2 separate regions of the Columba livia genome follow, and region 1 is linked to region 2. A link is a contact called in public Hi-C data. All regions are on one chromosome and are shown on one strand. The core of a region is the stretch at or near the end of the contact, and the rest is flanking DNA. Distances in the headings are between cores, read along the strand shown.

Region 1 (7,219 bases), core at 1,182-3,681, 290 kb after region 2:
CCATACATCCTTTCTAGCCCGAAATGTCATTCATCAAAAAGTGGTGCTCGTCATTAAGGTATGAATGACGCTGTTCGAATAATCATTTATTGTAACAGGTTTATAAGCAAATAAATACAAGCTCCTGTCAGTGGATAATGAAGGCGGCTTCAGAGCAGACAAATATATCCAGGTGGAAAGAAAGAAAGACAAGAAGTGAGGAGTAAAGCTCTTGTCCTTAGCTTGATCAGATCTTGCTTGAATTGCTCTGGGGTTTGGCCTCTGGGGTGGAATTGACAGTCTGATTAATAAAATGAGCTCTGCAACATTTCCCCCTTCATTTAGGTGCATCATTATGCTCTGATTTTTGTTTTGTTGCCTTTTAGGTCCTAATGATGCAGCTTCTTTCTCATTTGTCCTCGGACAGAGCTACATGCTAAATATTAGATAATGCTTTTCTTTATTAATATTTCTAAGGCGAATTTTAGATCACAACGCGACGAAATGCTGGAAGACAACCAGAGGACAGAGAACATCCTGCCATTGATTTCTCTTTACTTTTTTCTTGCAATTTCTAGGTCACATTAGTACTTTTATTTAGGAATTTACACTGACACCCCCACGCACCCCCTCACACGCGCAAACATTATATCCAGACTTTAAAAGACCGGTACTGCCGGCACGCACCAATTCGAGTACACTTACAGCAGTTGCCGGGAAATTAAAATATTTATTATAATGTAATATATTATAATTCTAATATATTTTTATTCGTTGTGTCCATAAATGTGATCTCCTTTTTACTTTCTATAATCCTGCTTATCGAAGAAGATAGCCCGCTTCTTCCCTCTGGGACAACACTGGCTGATGACGGGGGAGAAATAATCGAAGAACATTAAATATATTTGTGATTTAGAACACTCCGCGGCCGTGCGATTTCATCCTCCCGGCAAGTTTCTTTCCAGCCCTCTGCTTCCTCCCTCCCCACGGCCAATAAACTCTACGCATTTAGAAATTAAGAATATAAATGAGGGGGGTTCATCGCCCACAGGCTTCTAGCTAGCAGAGACTTCACCTTTAGCACCCTCTCTCCGAAGTTACCTGTGGCTCAGGGATCTCATCCCTCCGCTCCTTGCAGTGGACACGGTCTGCGGCGCTCGGCAGACGTGGCGGTCAGGAAGTCTCCCTTCAGTGATAACTTTGTTAGTAATAATGACGCTGATAGCAACCATTTAAACGAAGATAAATCCTTTGCATCTCTCCTTAGCATCTCTGAAGTGCCCAACCTTTATGCTCGCCATGATTTTTTTCACTCACATCATCTAGTATTTAGACCCTGGGAATCTGAATTTCATCGCCCGGAGAAACAACCTAATGTTTCCTGTGATTAAACGCGGGTTTGATTTTTTTTTTTTTTTCCGAGAAGAGATGTTCCCGCTAAAGTTATTTACATACATCTCTTAAGTTATGCTCTAGCGCACTACTCATAGCTCGAAAATGACACATATGATAGATTAAAAAAAAAAAAAAAAAGTGTTAAAGTCTCCCTAAACATTCCAGCGAATATTTAGAAAACATTCTAAGCGTTGTTTGCAGAATCCACCCCTCAATTAATGAGAGTTTTATGTTAGCCCTTTGAAATATGAATTTCGACTGCAGTGTGGTGTCCTGCGTATTACAGCCCCCAAAACAGACAAAAGTAAATATCAACTTTTCCTCCTCGCGGGCGCGGCAGTGGAGCGGGACGACGGCGAGGGAGTGGAGTGGGATACAAGCCGCGGGGCGGCGGGGAGAACCGGTACACGATTTCCCCTGGGTTCCCCCCGGCCGGGCCGGGCGGGGGGCTTTGCACTGCCCTCCCGGCGGGGCGGAGGGTGTCCCGCTGTTACACCCCAGCTCAGACCTTGCTGAGCGTGGCCGAGCGGGCTCCCCGCGGGCGGCAGCAGGCACCGCACCGCCCGGCGGGCCCGGGACACCCAGCCGTGCCGGGGTCCCGAAGCCCCCGCTTCGCCTGCCGTAGCAGCCGGCTGCTCCGGCGGGGCGGGAGGCGGAGCGGAAGCCTGCGGCTGGTTTATTGCTGTCGTTTGGCGCCCTCGTCTGTTTTCTTAAAGGCTGTAACAGGGCGAGCAACTTTCCCCCTGCTCTTCGGAAAACCGCAGCCGCGATAGCAGATCTCCGAGGCACTCGTGTGTGCGCACAACCAAAGCCGGCACATCTTTAGACTCCAGAACTGTTACTGCACTACTAAGAGAGATGGGACGCTTTTTATGTTGTTCAGAGCGGTGGAAAAAGACTATGAAAAGCCTCGATGTGAGAGAAACAAGTTACATGTTACAAGTTACATCTTTATTAGTGTTATTTTATATTTTGCACCTTTTAAATAATACTGATACCTTAGGTTACGTACAATGTGACTTAAAATAAAGCAAGGGAAATAACATGTAGTAAAATACGCTAATAATCTTCCTCTAAATAGATGTGCGGTAGCAAGCCCGTTCCCCACCATGCAGTTTATCAGCACACCCCCAACCGTCAACTCACTAATAAACTAGTCATCTGATATTTATATTCCCAGCCAACTAGATGCATTTACTGCACCGATGTTTATCTTTTTATCTTGTTTTGTTTTCCCAAAAGCAACAGCACAGACTAAAAACCTTTTGGCATATGTTTATAGTTCAAAACCCACAGCTCAATCTAAAGAACCTCCGGCATTACAGTGACATTAGTGAGCAAAGGGGGAGGAAGTCACAGAGACCGCTAAAATATGGAAGGTTTTGTTAGACGCTGTTTACTCAGTTGTTCTTGTAAGTTTAAATAGCTGCTTAGGCCTGTGGCCAAACTTCTTTTCATTTTTACCTTGAAAGTTATTGCTCAAGGCATCAAAGAATATTTCAGTGCTCGTTTATTAAACCGGAGCCAGGAAAAACAGGTCACACAACTTAATTGAAATGAAGTTCGTGTTAAATCAGCCAAACAACATCTCGGCCAGCTTTTCACCGCTCAGAGCGTGCTTGGGAAGACGAACAGGAATATCTGCTTCCTCCTCCTCGGAGGGGCAGGCTGCCAACAGGGGCCCGTGGCGGCGAGCAGCGCAGGCGGGCCATCGGCGGCAGCGCAAGTTCTCCGGGTCGCCCCTCGCGGGGTCTGAGCACCTGGTGTTGCTCTGGTCGCGGGTGTGTGGGGCTGAGGGGGGTTGTGTCCAAGCGAGCGCCGCGGGAGTGGGGGCTGCCCCGAGGGACTCCGCTCAGGGCCGAGGAGTGCGCTCAGCGCCCGCGGCAGCACTGGCGGCGTGCAAGGCGGCGCCACCTGGCGGTGCATTGGTGGCAATGCGCGAAGGAGCCGCGGGCGCTGCCCTCCCGAGGACACCGACAGCGCAACTCCGCGCCCTGGCAGCGCACCCACCGTACCCCCGCTCAGCCGCGACTCTCCGCCTCATGCCTACATGCATGTAAAGAGCCAAACTCGGGACGTTCAATTCTCCTTTCAGGCCTGATTCTCTGCGAACTGTCACCCGAGAGAGGTGAAGGAAACGGAGCCAGCATGTTCCCGAGTCACGCGGGCCCTGCAGCATCGTCCCTCCCCCCGCTATACAGGCTGAGATCCCGCGGGCGCTCGCTTTGCAATGTTAATGATTACACGATGTCTTCTGGGGCTGCTTTTGCACGCAAACCGGTTTTAATTTAAACGAGAAAGCGTTACTCCGGCCGCGAAGCTGTTCGGCCGACGTTTCGTTTCAGCCGGCAGCTGAGGCAGGTCGGCGAGCTCATCCCAGGTCAGCGTCCCCGAGGTCCCCGCGCTGCTTCAGAGCAGAGTCAGGGGAGTCAGGGAGTCAGGGGCCGGCCAGCACCAGCCCGTGACCCGAGAGCTCAAGTTCAACTCCCGCATGTGCTGAAAGGCTGTGCAGGGTGTCGGGAGAAAACTTTCTCCCACTCGAAATCGGTTTTTAAAGTTGACATGAATAAACACACAACAAGCTATGACATATATCTGGAGGAAAAACAAACAAACAAACAAACAAAAACAAACACAAAACCCACAACTATTTTCCCTGCTTTGGTGCTAAATCTTTTCAGTACTGTAACTGGCTTTTTATTTTATTTTTTTGTTTTTTTTTAAGGCGTGGTAGATAACGAAAGCTCCTCTCTTCTGTTATACTATTAAAAGTCCACACAGGTTAGAAAGTAACAATGGAACGCAGTGGGCATGGGGAAAAGTTTTTTGATAAATGTAAATGGATTGCTTTTCTCTTCATTTGCATACTTCGTTTGCTCTGGGAAAGGTGTTTGGGAAATATGTGTTCGTGTTTGCTTTTGTTTTCTGGAGCAAACACTAGCAAGAGAAGAGACATCGTAAAAATATTGTTACCATCGGCAAATTCTGGCGAGGTAGGTGATGGAAAAACTGGATTATTTTTCCTGGGAGAGACCAGGCAGAGGGCAGACAGCAAATACTAAGAGCCTGTACTAAAAGCTTATGGAGTCTTAACTGTGTTAAATTACTGCACATGTATTTGAGGAAATGAGATAATTTCAGGGAAGAAAAAAAAAAAAAACACCTGTTTTTTCAGGGGCTGAACACAAACACTTTCTGCAGCGATGCTATCTGTGCAGATTCCCGTCCAGTGTGTCAATGGAAAATGCGGTGCGTCTCCGCGAGGCGCTGGGCATCTGCAGAGCCAGCGCTGGGGGAAGGCGAGGACTGTCCTGCAGGCAGAAGCCCGGCAAGGTCGGTACGTCGCCCTGCCTGCCGCGGAGCGAAGTCTCCATCGGGACTGTCCTCCCCGGATAGCGGATGTGCGGGGACAGGGCCGCAGCACTGCCCCCGGGTTTCGGGGCGTGGGACGCGTCCTGCCACTTGTAAACTGGGTGGATGCTCAAAGCGATCCGACCTTGGCTCATGAGCTCATTATTTTTATTCGCGTGCATAATATCCTGCCGCGCAAGGCAGTGCTGTTTTCTACACCCTCTACAAAACGGCTTATTACGAAATTGAAGTCGTTGGTCATAAACTCATCCAAAGACACAGTTTTCAGGGATACCGAGGGGCTCTCGCTGGAGCAGAGGTCTCGGGAGGGCTGAGGTGCTCTGCGGATGTCGCTGCGGCTGCACCATGATTTGCTTTGATGCAACAGAGCTCAACAATCTCCAAAGCCCTGTGCTTTAGATTCTCCTTTCTTTCGGCTGCCTTATTTAAAATGACGTGACAGGAGACAAAATTTCACCGCATTTATTGCAAGAGGAAACAAAACGGGAAATATGTCTGGAGAAATAAAGTCTCTTCTTTCTCCGGAATTCAAAGTGTTAGCAATATTTTCACTAGAAAGCTGCGTGCAGGGACATAAAAGGATGGGAAACTTGTGCCTCCACAAACCATCCTCCTAATCATATAGGGTTTCGTATCCTGAGAGTAAATACTGATTCGGCTTACACCCGTGAGAAACACGTAATCACATCTGACTCACTTCTTAGCTGATTATGAAAGACTAATAGCAATTAAGTGGTTATAGCTAATGATCGCTTCCACAAATTGCCAACGACTATTAGACCGGCTACAAAGCAGGGCTGCGGGGCGGGCGGCTGCTGCGCGACCTCTCTGCCACTCGGCCTCTCCGCGGCTGCCAGTAGTCCGGAGGCCCCGCCGCTGCCTGCCCAGTCTGCTCAGCAAGGGCACCCCAACTCCGAAACTGTGTCAACGCTGACTTTCAACTACACGGCAGCTGCCTCTTTTCTCTCTTGCGGCTGAGCCTCCGTTGGGACAATAAATACGGCCCAGCTATATTCTTTTCAGCTGCCGCGGCGTTTCCCCGTCCTTCTCGCGGAGCTGCCGCCTTTCCCAGCAACTTGTTGCCTTCCGCGCCAGAGAGAGGGTTACGTGTTTGCAGTACGCAACTGCGGAGCGACAGGAGCCGGCCCGAAGGGGCAGGGGCTGGCGTTGGAGCTGGGGCTGGGGTTGGAACACGTCTTCGGAGCTCATTCAATTCCCAGTTCTTCTCGCTCTTCCAATTTCCATCCTGACTCAGCGGGAGAGTCGAAAGAGACGACAGAAGGATTTGTCACAGTCTTGGGAACTCACCCCCAGAACAACCGTCAGCATAAGCGAACACTGCGTTTTAACTAGGCTGCCTTACCACATGAACTGACACTGCAAGGGGAAAAAAGCCACATCTAATGAGTGCCAGGTTTAGCGTCTTGCTCTGAGCACAGGCCCGATGCCTTTTCCTGGCTGGTAGCAATATTTGGGGGGGCCAAGGGAAGTTCTCCCATGGACGAGGGCTAAGTGGAGGCAGGGAACCCCTGCTCCCCTATAACAAAGCCCTTATCCTCCATACATCGCTTGGAAAGAGGCAGATGGGGCGGATGGGTTACAAAGACCTTGCCGGGTTTTTCCCACTGCCGCAGACACAACAATGAGCTGGGGAAGGTCTCTCAGGGGATCTGGTCAGACCCCTGCCCTCGGCTTCAAAATGACCCCTGCCCGCGGACCAAGGGTCTTCCTGTGGCCCTTTTGAAGCCTCGGGCAGGAGGAAGAGGGGGCGGTAAGAGCGACGGGGGCGAGGCTGGCCCGGGGGGCATCACCGTCGCCCGTCTGCCCAACCCCTCCCCAGCGCCGGGGCCGTGTCGGGGCGGGAGCGCGGCGGCGGAACGGAGGTGGGAAGGGAGGGGGGACGCCGTCGGTGCGGACCGAGGGGCTGCGAGGCGAAAGGGGCAGTGCGGGCAGCGGGACGGTCACATGTTTCGACGGCAGCCTATGAGCAGCCCCCCGGGCTGCGGCAAACTAATCTGGAGCCGGCCGCCCCCACCCCGTCCCCCCTCCCAACCTGGACTTCGTTTTTATAAACGTACCGCCAGGATCCAACCTGTTGGAGGCAAATAACCATTTGCATCATGCCCGGCCGGGGACCGAGCCGCCGCCGCCCGCGATGTGCAAGGCCATGAGCAAAGCAGCGACCTGGGAGATGGACGGACTGCGCGGTGACAGCAGCGGCGGCGGCGGCGGCGGCGGAGCCTCCGGGCAGTGCCGTAATTTTCTCTCCTCGCCCGTTTTTGGGGCGGCGCACACGGGCCGAGCGGCCGCTGCCGCTGCTGCCGCCGCCTCGGGGTTCGCCTACGCCGGCGGAGGGGAGCGCTCGGGGGCGGCAGCGAGGGCCGACCCCCCGGCCAAGGACTGCCCGGGCTCCACCGCGCCGGCCACCGCCCCCGCACTCGGCTATGGGTATCACTTTGGCAATGGATACTAT
Region 2 (6,625 bases), core at 1,698-4,197:
TATTACATTAGACTAATGATGATCAAGTATGCCAATCTCTAATTTAGCCATTTCATTTACATCATTGAATTGTCTTCCAAGCATTCTTTACACTGGAATGCAGATAAGTACCATTTTGTATATTCAAGCTACATAAAAAGAGCAATTTTTTTTTAATGATCGCCAGTAGCACTTCATTGCAAGCGGTTCCAAGAAAAAAATGAAAGAGTGACTGTATGCAATCTATCTACAGTAAACTGCAGCTGCAAAGGTGTTAGGTACACATTCGTGACCCTTAGTATGCTCAGTCTTTTTGATACATGTAATAAAATGACATTTAGAGCAATATCTGATTTCCAGAATTATGTTAGGGAAAGTGTAAGGTTGGGACAAATTCTGTTTGTTTTTTCAGGGTTTAAGTCTCAGCTCAAGCACACAGATCGTACCAGAGAAGTACTATGCTTTACTGTATACCCTGTCAAATATATATCAAATGCAACCGTGCAGCACTGTATATATCTTATATCTCGCATCAATATCCTCCAGCAAAATAATAATGTCAGTCGCTGCCTGTTTCCAGGAAACTTTGCGCTGACAATCCCCTGTAACCCGTTATTGGCAGCAGCTCCTTTCCTCGCAGTTTCCAGCTGTCCAGCGGGGTGTGCCAAGTCACAGCAGGACCTGAGGAGTGTTTGTATTCAACTGTGGCAAGAGCTTTATGGAGATTTGCCTTGTATATTGTGCACTTGCAGACAAGCGGGATTTCCAGGGCCCAGCGGGGGCTCCCCCGTGTTTATGCTGAGGTGGTTAGCTAGTTGGCAAATTGCTTTGGGCCAGAAACCTGTGACAGAGGAAAATGTATTGCATTAGCTTTTCTATCAATAACGTCTTAACGCTGACTTATAACACAATTGCTTTCATGCTGATCCGGCCTCCTAATTTTAATTTTAGGATTGATTCAGTTTTGCAATCAGGCAGCTTTGGTGATACTGGAAAGAAAAGCCCTTTCTTCCTTCCCTAGAAATAATATGCTGTTAAAGATACAAGCAACAAAGTATAAAAAAACTTCACTCTAATAAGCCATTGACTACTACATATTTACATCAATTTGGGAAACATCTAATCCTTTTGATATATATGCTGTTGTAATTTTAAGAAGACTTAAAATAATTTATTCTTTTAGATTTTACTCTGCTGTACAGTGGAGTAGCATTTTGCAGGACCACTTGAGTCTTGTAGGATTTTTAGTAGATTTGTAAGAGATCCAAAAAAAGGAGGGAACTGCCATTCTCAGCAGACAGAAATGCTAATTTATACTTTTGTGGGGGTTTTCATTCAGTTACTTCCAAGTGCTACCCACATATTATGAAGTGATTCTGATCTTGCTTACACTGAATGTACCTGTTCTGTGCAATAGTGCAATTTGACATCAAGAGACACTCCTGGCTGAATTAAGACTTACATCAGCGTAAGAAGTAAATCTGAGGAATTTTAAGATAAAAGTAATATGAGCTACAATTTAACATTATTTAGAAAAGTAATTTAGGAAGAATTTTATATCTTTAAATTACATTTTAAAATCAATTAAAAGATAAAAACTATTTAGATATCTCAGAATTTGAGAGAAAAATGAATATTTATATGCCAAATAGAAGCACGGGCACACCACAAGGCTCTTTCAATTTAGGACACTTTGGGACTCCTCAGATAAAGCCTGCTTTCTAATAAGCTTAACTACCCAACCGCCTGACTTTGAAGTCCTTTCACATGAAACATTCCCGCAGCTTGTATGGGGAGCTGCGCACACAAAAGATCGGCAGCAGAACGCATGTTTGTATATTTGATTATATTTGTATAGCAAAGACATATATATATAAAATGATATAACACTTTTCATGAATTGAGGCAGGAAATAACAGCTACCAGCGATCACTGTACAAAATAAAAAAATGCTTATTATATAATACCCGGCATCTTAGATCACCTTATTAAAGACAAATGGGTTTGGTACTCCAGCGGTTTGTACAGTGATTCCTACACCCATTTTTAAGCAATTTGGTAGTGCTGGTGTAAATGACCACATGTGGGCTGCACAAATAATAACACAGAAGGGATGCAGGCTTGAGTATTCTTATTTATATAATCACAATTAGGCAGTACTTATGCCACGCATGATAATAAAACAGGATTTTGCCAAGATAAATTCCTTCAGCTAACCCAGATCTGTTCCAACGCTGTGGATACTATTGTAATCTGCATGCTCTCAATGAGCCGGGCTACACACTGCCAGATCGAGGATTTCCTGTGCTGAGATATCACTAGAAGAAAGGCAAAGTTGTGCCTCTATTCGGTATGTTCCCTCACCGGTCGTAAAAATATTGACTTGGCATTACTAGTTCAACACGGGGCAACGAGAGCCTAGGCTTGACTGCCGCACTACGGGAAGGGCAGGCACACACCTGAAAAAAACCCCACCAAAACCAAACCAAAACACCCACAAAACAAAAAACCGAAACGAACAAACAAACAAACAAATACGAAACATTTTAACAGCAGAAATCTGAATGTTCAGCTATGTACTTTGGGGTGGCTCATGTTTGGGACTCCCTCCACGCCCCGAGCCCGGCTCCCGCCCGCGGCAGAGCGGCCCCGGCTCCCCGCCGCCCTTGCCTCCCGCCGCCGACAGGGGTCTCCAGCGCACCGCAGAACCGCGGGCCGGGCAGGGATGGGGCCGAGCCGAGGCCGGGGCCGGGGCCGCAGCGGCGGCCGGGGAGGGGCGCGGGGCCGGGGCCGCGGGTTCTGTCTGCGTGCGGCTGTTCGCAGCGGCTTTGTTGTGTTGCCATCAGGCGCTGCTTTTTGCGCGTTTAAAAGCCGGAGCGCCGGGTTTTGTCGTTTTGGTTTTGTTTTTGTTGTTTTTTTTTTCCCCCTAGGAAAGGAGCAAGAGCAGCCGCTTGGGAGGGAGGGATGGCTTTGGTCTGAGGCAGGGTGAGGACCCAAACTTCGGTAAAATTTAACATTCCTGATACAGAACGAAGTAAAATCGTGCATGGCTTTTCTCACTCAGCGTGTCAAAGCCTTCCTCTTTCCGTTTGGACTAGCCAGCTCTTTCCAACAGATATAATACTGGTACTTTAGCGTTCAGGCAACAGAAGGCAGAAAAACTCATTATGTTATAAATGATAGTAAATATTAGTGCCATTTTGTTATATGAACAAGATATTTGAAGTTAGTTAATTTTTAATGCACAGAGTTTTGGTTCTTTTTTTTAAAATACATTTTTATTTTTAATTATATGATTGGGGAAGACAACTGTCCAGAAAGCTTAGGGCATTTTCCAACTGGAATACAGCTCTATAGTCTGTGACAATATACAGTGGTTGATGAGTTAGTTCTAGAGGCTTCTGAATTTTAATGATGTTGGAGATGATATTGTGTGTCCTTCAGCTTGTTAGAGTGACACTAGCACTCCATAAATCATAATACCTGTGTATTGTAAAATCAATACAAAAGTGCTATCTCAGCACTAAACCTTAATAAGTTTTTCAGTGCTCTAAGAGCTTAAACTTTGCTGTAATGCTATTGGACCTGTAGGTTAGGATCAGAGCATGCTTAATTTGTTTTGTAATAGAGACTTTTCTTTAATGAAGGACCGATTAGTAAAGCTTTGGTTGCCACTCTGGTGATCAGTTGGCAGAACAGCCTCCGCAATTAAACTCATGTATCTCTGTCCTGAAGCAAAAAAGCAGGCTTAAACAGTCAATAAATGTTAATCCAGTCAGAACCTGTCTGTGCCTTTGAAGGCTGCCCATGAGGGGTTTTTCAAATCACATTTTTTTCATCTTGTTTTAAATATGGAGGTCCCCATAGAGCTGGTACGTAGTGTACAAGGCCTCCCACTGCTCTGTAATAAGATCTGGCATACTAACAACATTCTGTACAGATCTGTCATCTTTAGGTTTGTTTGTCCCTCCCCATCCCCTCATACCTACCTCTACAGTTACTGGTTATGAAAAAAAGCAGCCATCACATTTTACATTTCCTATACGTGAGAGTAAAAAGGCTGCTTTAAAAATCTTTCTACAAAACACGTTACTGTGGATGCGTACAATTTTCATAATTTACAGATATCTTCCTCAAACTTTTTTCTATTATTATTTGTTTCTTTGTGGGGTGATACTCAGGGGAGAAAGTTTATATTTATACATAAACTGCAAAGCATACGCGGGAAGTGTGGAGCTGCCAAACAACTACACTTAAAGCAAGCAAAAAGAAAAGTTGAACCTTATCTAGATTGTTGTTGCTCTCTCTAGGATACGCTTCTCATGAAATGCTGCCAGATATTTATCTAATTCTGTTTTTCATTCTTGTCTGCTTGTTTTCTTTTCCTACGAACAGGATTAAAAAAAAAAAAGGCAAGTTGATAACTAAAAGCAGAGGGAGGGTTAGCAGAAAGTTGGCTGATAGAGTTGGGAGGGTAACATGGGTGAAAGAAAGAGGCAATTCCCAATCTTTAAATGCTTTCCATTTGGGGAAACACAGCTCTTGCTATGAAGTTCATTTTCTTCTACTTCCCAGGCTATTTTCTATCTATCTCTTTAAGCTGCATGCATAGCTGTACATAAAGCATTAACATATACAGGAGAGTGCATTAAATTTAGCCTAATCATAACTGGCATCCCTTTTATGTTGCTTTGTATAATTTAGCTTTTGCTCTTCATTTGGAGACTGAGAGCTTCAAATAAAAAGATGAGGAGACTTGTATGAGCCACTGGATTGAAAATGAAAATTTTCTACTGGAGAGAAAGAGAGGGAAAAGAGGGATACCAGTTTCTTTTTATAAAGGGCCAAATTCATCATGAGCACAATACTCTGACTTCCCTTGGCCACTCTGTTCCCTGCAGTGTGACCTGGGAGGGTTCAGAGGACACAAAATGACAAGATCAACTCATGATGGCCTTCTGGACAACACAGTTGGTACAGCACAATCATGCAAGGTTTCAGCAAGGGCAAGCAAGAGTGCCAATATTGTGATGGGATGTTTGCTGCTGTGTCCTGTCGGCTGTCAGAACAGTGCAAACTGCTTTGGTTTAAGATGTGCCAAGGAAGTAATGGCTAAGTATAGCACTGTAGGCACAATTATTAACTACATTCTTATTACTCATAGATATGAATATATACACACATCTTCCATGTTTACTGGTTTGAAGTGATTAGGTTGTGATGAAGTATATTTTCAGATTTTTTTTAAATACAAACATATACATTTAAAAAACTACCACTTGCCCTTCTATTTTTTTCAAGCCCTGTCCTATCGGGAGAACCATCACAGGCAGTGAGAGAAGTCGTGGTGTACCTGTCCAGTGTATGTCAGGGTCATGTTCAACATGAGGTACACATTTAATAATAATTTGAAGCTGAGGTACAGCAAGGAATATATTTTGCCCTATCCTTTGCTGTGTTTCCCATTTTATTATACTAGATTTTATCTTAGGTTTTGATCCTTTAATTCAAACCAGTTTATGATACAGGTACTTGCCCTGACTCACATCTTGTGCCACCTCCAGTTCCGGCCCTCCATATGTATTTCCTCCAGCAGCCAGCATTATGTAGCCAAGATCTATCTTGATTTTTGTCTTCCTTCACCCTTCTGAGATCTCAGCGAAGTCACTGGCAGCAGACTTTGGGTTCCCATTCAGCTGGACTGTGTGCGACCTTGCAGAAATCATAGAGGAGGTTCTTGCAGAAATACAGAAATCACAACAGCAGTCTGCAGGTTTTGATTAATTAAAAATATGAACAGGGTCTGGAAAGAGGAAAAGAAAAAAAAGAGTCAAACACCATCTTTCAAATAAAATACAACAAACAAAGAGATTCCAAACAGGCAAAGGAGATCTTTAAATATTGGGAAGTTCTTATTCAGTGCATGAAGCTATGGAGGCCAGGCAGTCCTAGGCAATAACAGAAAAAAAGCATGGTTATTGATGGCCTGAAGGTCCTCCTGATCCACAAAAGACATTTGCAAATGATGATCTTGAATCATAACACATTAATTGTTGCTTTTTTTTTTTTTCCCAAGTGGGATGTGATGATAAAATTTTTGCATTCTTTTCATTTCATTTTCCAACACCCTACCACAAAGAGCTAGGCCACCAGTTCCTGACTGCACTTCATTAGTCATGTAGTTTAGTGAGCACACCCCCAAATTTAAGAAAAAAGGACTTGAACCTGCAGTCTGCTGGGCACAGCCAAAAGGGAATCAGAGCAAGCAAACACATCTTTAAAAAAAAGTACACGAAATATTTACCATCACAGAAGATCTGCTAAAACATAAAGAAATGCATATGGCTTTTAAAGAGAAAGACTGTCTTCATGCTCATGAGGTCTTCTAATAAGAAAAGCAGAAGTGAGCATGAGAACGGACAAAGACTAGTAGTGTTGACCTGGGGCTTTTGACCCATGACTGTCTATAAAATCCCCTCTAGATGTTCTCTGATGTATCTGCTCACCTAGTCCTGCATCATAATTAAATGTGAACTAATTCTGTAAGAAACAGAAGTTCAGATGAGCAGAACACTGATGTTGGTTTCTCAGACTGGGTCAGGGAAACTGGCTTCTGACCACATGGTTACAAAGCCAGCTGTGTAGG

Evidence for each region. A called contact is a pair of places that touch in the nucleus more often than the background predicts.
Region 1: a Hi-C map of crop shows a contact between it and region 2, with 4 times the contacts expected there. The contact joins the promoter of EVX2 here to the enhancer-like site in region 2. A contact is called at or near these places in 2 of 2 Hi-C or Micro-C datasets (crop and liver).

The regions. Positions count from the first base shown.
Region 1 is chr7:23,533,372-23,540,590 of bColLiv1.pat.W.v2, forward strand. EVX2 (even-skipped homeobox 2) reads right to left here and starts at 2,432. Exons shown (of 3, transcript XM_065068850.1): 1 at 1-2,432. It overlaps HOXD13 (homeobox D13), which reads left to right and starts at 6,902. Exons shown (of 2, transcript XM_005514209.3): 1 at 6,902-7,219. The coding sequence starts at 6,902.
Region 2 is chr7:23,246,369-23,252,993 of bColLiv1.pat.W.v2, forward strand. No RefSeq gene overlaps it. Among named protein-coding and RNA genes, the nearest start is that of ATP5MC3, 70 kb to the left of the region's middle. Within about 2 kb of position 2,948, at least 2 of the 3 cell types and tissues checked have an H3K27ac peak away from gene starts, as active enhancers do.